Linked DNA regions of Sus scrofa: region 1 is linked to region 2. Evidence: chromatin contacts called from public Hi-C data. All regions are on one chromosome and are shown on one strand. Each heading gives the region's core, a stretch centred on a gene start, on an enhancer-like site or on the middle of the called end of the contact. The rest is flanking DNA. Distances are from core to core; before and after follow the strand shown. Region 1 holds the start of WDR35 (WD repeat-containing protein 35). Region 2 holds the start of LAPTM4A (lysosomal-associated transmembrane protein 4A).

The links. Hi-C and Micro-C count contacts between places; a contact is called where the count stands out from the background.
Region 1: a Hi-C map of liver shows a contact between it and region 2, with 1.8 times the contacts expected there. The contact joins the promoter of WDR35 here to the promoter of LAPTM4A in region 2. A contact is called at or near these places in 6 of 47 Hi-C or Micro-C datasets (alveolar macrophages, fetal liver, heart right ventricle and 2 more) and 2 of 2 datasets of contacts at active chromatin or transcription factors (alveolar macrophages and skeletal muscle).

The regions. Positions count from the first base shown.
Region 1 is chr3:118,207,811-118,210,818 of Sscrofa11.1, reverse strand. It overlaps WDR35 (WD repeat-containing protein 35), which reads right to left and starts at 1,707. Exons shown (of 29, transcript XM_021087811.1): 1 at 1,552-1,707; 2 at 767-884. The coding sequence starts at 1,575.
Region 2 is chr3:118,150,356-118,153,188 of Sscrofa11.1, reverse strand. LAPTM4A (lysosomal-associated transmembrane protein 4A) reads right to left here and starts at 1,323. Exons shown (of 7, transcript XM_005662724.3): 1 at 1-1,323. The coding sequence starts at 35.

The DNA.
Region 1 (3,008 bases), core at 458-2,957, 57 kb before region 2:
CTGATAAAGCTTGAGAAGCAATGCTGTAAGGAATCCAAAAAATTATTCCTTACTGAATAATTCAGTTCAACTCATTTTACAAAAGCGTGAACTAAAACCCAAAGATACTCAGCAACTTGCTGAAAGACATTCGGAAGTCTTACAACAAAGCTAAGGTTCCAACTCCAATCTCCTTATCTAGTCTACACTTTAGATTAGGAATTGTCTAACTTTCCAACCTAGAGCAACACTAAATACTAAAGAAATGTGAAGCTGTTTGCTATGATTCCAGAGAACTAGAAAAAAAGAGAGATCAAGCTGTAAAACACAAGGGATTTATTAATAAAAAGGTTTTAATTCCACTTTCTGTTCTTGGAAACTAGGTACATACTTATTAGCACATCTGAAGAGTGGAAAGGATGAGAGAGGCCTGTAAACAATTTGCCAAAATGTGAGATTTTGTGACCTTAGTGAAATGCTGATTCACATCATTTTTATTAGCCTCAATAATATAGCACAATAAATAACACTTAGCATAAGGCAGCATAGTGACTTAGTTTTCATTCTTTGTTCTCTTTCACTTTCCATCAATAACTTTAGCAAAAACCTTCTGATGTTTACATTGGATATTCTCTGAACTTTATTGAGAAAATACTCTAGAAAAACACCTCCAAATATCTGGGGTTTTGTTTTTTTTCCTTTTGAAAGAATTAGAATTGCATTCTGACAAACCCCATGAACAAATCTCACAGAACAAGTTCAAAGATTTTGGCTTATGTTCATTTACCTGTCTGCGTCTCCAATTTCAAAACTTTCAGTAATCCATCTTCACCACCACAGGCTATGAATCCTTGGTCCTTGTTCCAAGATATACATTTCAGCTTCACGTTATTGGGAATAGAAATCTGAAAAGTAACCACAGCCATTCTCACAACTTTCCACGAAGGGGCTGGGAATGAGTCTACGGGAGATGAGCGCCGAAGAAGAAAAACGGCAGCCTTGAGAACTTGAGCCTTATGAAAATTAGCATAGTCCCCTGAACTGCCCCGGGCCCCACATTTGTAAAAGAAAGAAAGAAAGGCAAGAGAAGGGCCGTGACTGCGAACGAACCCAACGGGGAAGTGACCTGATGCATTTTTTAAAGCAGGGGGCGTGTAACGGTGGCATAAATCTATACCGTCAAGCCACATTCCCTTTCCACACACCCTTTGGCTACATTTTTATTATTACTTTTCTCCTACCCAGAAGCCCGGGATGATCCAAAGAATTTAAGTCACCCGAATCGGAAACAGGTAGAAACACGCAGTGCTCTGCCCTCACCCCTGGCCCCCGCAAAGGACCTAACCAGGGGCAGGAATGAGAAAGAATTGTGCGAGAGAGCTGCTGGCTTCGCCAAGGACTATTTGGGACTGGGGGACTGGCAGGAGGAGGTCCCAGGCTGGATCATGCAGGAATGCGGGAGGAGGGATGGCGAAACGGCGATCTGGACGCCCGGCCTCTCGGGCAGGATGCGGGAAAGCCTGCAGGACTAGAGATGGGAGGGGGAGCGAGGACAAACCCTGGGAAACTCACTTTCTTGCTCAGGTAAAAGAACATCCTAGGAACCCTGAGAGGACAACCCCAGCAGTCAAGGCCCGCAACGGGAAACTTCTAAGCAGCCAACTGCCAGCACCAGCGGCTCTCGGAAGCTCCCGTCGCCCTGGCAACCGCCAGCGCCCGGTCGCATCCGGGGCGCCAAAGGACACTTCCGGTGTCGCCCTCGCATCGTCCTGCGCCTGCGCGGACGTCGTGGGCGCGGTGGTAGAGCCGGGGTCGCGGGCCCGAGTGGAGGCTGTACTTGGTTGTTGTGCTAGTGGTCCTTTGTGCCCTGCCCCGGGGCCGGACGGCGTCCCTCAGCGCCCTGTCTCGTCGCCTCAGCTGCCCTCCGTCCACGCGGGCTCCGAGGACCGGCCACACCTCGGACGGTCTCGGTGGAACTCGCCCGGGTTGTCTGCACCAACACAGGAGGAAAGGCACCCCTTCAGATGAGGTCGTAATGACCGGGTGTTTTCTAAGCCCCAAGGGGCCAACATTGTTGAAAGGGAAACGTTTTTGACTGCATTTGGTAGCCTGGCGCCGTTGGCCAAATGGAGGCACAAACGTGTTTTCGAAGCTTGCAAACCTTCCTTTGGGGATTAGCTCCCCGGAATAACTTGGGTGTTGGAGAGTTTGTTAATTCTCTTTGTTTTAGAACTTTTTAGTGGTTTGCTTAAGGTGTTACTGCAGCCCAAGGATCCCGATAAAAAACATGCGTGATAAAAAGAATGTATGTGAGCATGTCATTTCTTTGGGGGCATAGCCTTCCATCTTTAATTGAGGTGTTTAGGATTTTCTTGCTTGCTGTCGCCTATTTTATAGTCTTCTTTTTTCTACCTTAGTTCTTTCTTCAATTCTCTTTGTCCTTTCTGAATGCTTGGAGAGTTACCGCCACAATTTTCAACATAGGGCAGAAACGCCCATGAAATTATGTAGTCTCACCTATTTTCTCTTTCTTTCTGGTTTTCTCTTCTCCTTATTTGTGGCTAGCACTGTTGATTTGTAAATCTAGCATGTGCTTTACGCTGCGGTAGCTAATTTTCCCACCTAGAGCCATTCCCTAGATCAGGCAAATAAGGTCCAAATTCTTTGACCGAGGTCTCTTGCCTCACCCAGCATACTCAAAAATTGACAATGGTCCTAGTGCATTTTCCATCAAATCTAAACCCCGGATAAAATCAGATCTTCCATCAATCCTAAAATGAAGATTTGGTGTCCCCACTTTAAGCAAGCCAATGTGCTTTCATCCCAGCATTCCTGACTGCCTAGAAGGCCATTTAGTATATCCTATGATTTCCTACCCTCTTGGCCAGTTGTGCCTAGTCAAACAACACAAATCAGGTCTCGCTGAGAAATTCTTTCCAAACTTAACCCCCCCATCCCATTCAGATAATATATTTTTTATTTGTTTTAAAATGTATGTGTATTTTTCTTCAGCATCAGCTGTACATTCC
Region 2 (2,833 bases), core at 74-2,573:
TCGCTGCGGCTCCGCTTGAAAGTCATGGACACCATCGGGAAACTCGTGGGCCTCGTTCGTGGCCGGGCCCCTGACAAACGCCTTCCGCCCAGCGGTTGATACCAGACGGCTCTCTCAAAGCGTCCAAAACCAAACGACGCGTCTTCAAGCCAGCCCCCGGCCAGGGCCCCAGCCAAGAGGCTTCGCACCTGCGCACTGAGTACCGAGCGCCACTCTCGCGCGAGTTCCTTTTAGCCTTTTTCTCCACCTTTCCCGCACTCAGGCCAATAGAAGAGCGAAAAGCTGGGCGGACGCGGCCCTTGATTGGAAAAGCCTGGAGATTGACAAGACTCACGCCCAATCAGAATCGCAACTCGTCTTAGCACTAATAAATCCCCGCCTCTCACGTGAGGGCATGAGCTAGCTCGTCGGTCTAGAGGAGTTCTGGTTGGGGGCGAGGTCGGTAGTTCACCATTCCCAAGAGAAGCGTTTGATGGCAAAAAGGAGAGGCGAGATGAGGTGGGTGGCGGAAAGCCTGCACGAAGGACTTTTCTGAGTGACGTCTGCCACGTACCGCTTCCGAAGTGTCACGGGACAACAGCTGCTCACGTGACCTTTGCGCGCAGTTTGATTATTGGGCTGGTCAGGGGCGGGGCCTGTGAGGAAGGGGCGGGGCGGGGCTAATTCCCGCTCCGGGGCCTTTTCGACTGAAGAAATTCGGGACTTCCTGGAGGAGTAAGGTTAGGTTTCTGTTTTAACTCACACTGACGCCTCCATGGTAGAAGCAAAGAAATACCATTCCCTGCCAAGGGCAGCTAAGAAGGATTGAGAAAAATAGAAGCAAAATAAAGTGGAAGAACTGCTTAGCTCCTGGGTAATGATAGAGTGACGTTTATACGGAAAAATTATGAAACACAATGACACACAAGGAAACACAATTTCACAAAAATGGTGAAACACAGGGACCTAGGCGTTTTCCGTGAAAAACCAGCCATTGTCTGGCTCACTTTTCTGGGTATTCTGCATCTACAGGGGCTCTCCATCTTTCCTTGTGGAGCTAAGGGAGCAAAGAATGTCATCTGCCCATTTCAGTAAACAAAGGAAATTGTGGCATCAAGGCATCAGCCTCTGAAGCCACCACCAGTGGGTGGTACACCCTGAGGGGATTCAGGATAGCAGAAAAATAGGTTGCTGGCACTCGATGGTAAGGTGCATATCAAAGGGATAGTTTCAGTAAGCCTAGACTCTTGGATTTTACCATAAATGGAAAAGCCCTGTGATCTTGATGTTCTGACTACCTGGGATTTTTTTGTAAAAAACCGCTGTATATCCGCTGCTTCTTTACCTCTTTAGAACAGCCCCTGAGAGCTGTCTGAGAGAATGTCTCCTGGACTCAAGTCCTCAGTAAATCTGGCAAATAAAACATAGTTCTCAGCTTTTAGGTTGTGCATGGTTTTTTTGTTTTTTGGGTTTTTTTCAGTAGACATCTGTTCAACTCTAAATTGTAGATAACTGATAGCAAGAGGAAATATTCTTCTTGTCCATCAAACTTCTTGTTGAATTCCCCCTCCTTGGAAAAAGCCATTTTGCAGCTATTTGTAAATTCTTTTCCCAGTCCTGGTTTGAACAATGTAAGTAGTTACTTTATTGGTTCTTTAAACTGGTTCTTATATCTTACTGGTCCCCTTATTGATTAATTACTAAATAAGATCTTTGAGACTGTTCATTTTGTATTTGTATGAGACATGACTTTTAAGAAAATACATGGTTTTATTCTTTGGAAAGTACACTTGTGTTTAGAGGACAAAAATGGCAGTTCCTATTGTGACTCAATGGTAACAAACCTGACTAGTATTCATGAGGACACAGGTTCGATCCCTGGCCTCGCTCAGTGGTTTAAAGATCTGGTGTTGCTGTGAGCTATGGTGTAGGTCACAGACACAGCCTGGATCTGACATTGCTGTGGCTGTGGTGTAGGCCGGCAACTATGGAGCCCATTTAAACGATAGCCTGGGAACTTTCATGTCCCTCAGGTGTAGCCCTAAAGAGACCAAAAGAAAAAAAAAGAAAAAAAAGGTCTTCCCCTTTGCCATTCTTAGCTGAACACTGTGCTGAATTTAGTGTAAAGGTTATTGCGCTGGCATGGCTTCAGTGAATGCTGTCTGAAATTGTATATTGATTGTTGATTATTTATCTCCCCCACTAAAATGTTCATTCTAGAACAGCAGAGACTCTGCTTACTTCTCAGCACTGAAGGAATTGTCCACGCACAATTACCCTGCTTTGCATCATACTTTTAAACTTTCTGGGAGGCCATCCATAGTTAAGCCAAGCTACACTAAAGAATGGAATGAGGTGGTAGCAGTTTAACTCAGAATGAATTATGAATTTCTCCACTAATCAGGGAGTAGACTAATAATCCCCACCACACCAAAACAAATTGTTTTTCATAGCCCTTGCTATGTAGTATACATGTGTCCAATCACTTTATTTTGAATCATTTCATCTTCAAACACAACAAATCTATAAGGCAGGCACTTTGATGTTACTTGACTCAACAAAGAAGTTACATTACATGTCCAAAGTTACAAGGCCAGTATGTGCTGCAGCTGTGGCGCACTTCACAACTGCAGTGCAGGTTCAATGCCTGGCACAGGAACTTCCATGTGCTCAGGGTGCAAGAGGAGAAAAAGAAAGTCAGCCCTCACATTCATTATGGTAGAGGTGATATCTGCTATCACAGGGTAATAAAGGATGTTATGGAAGCACAATATGGAAAAGGAATATCTAACCTAGGAGTTCCCTGGTTGTTCAGTGAGTTAAGGATCTGGTGGTGTCATTACTGCGGGAAAGG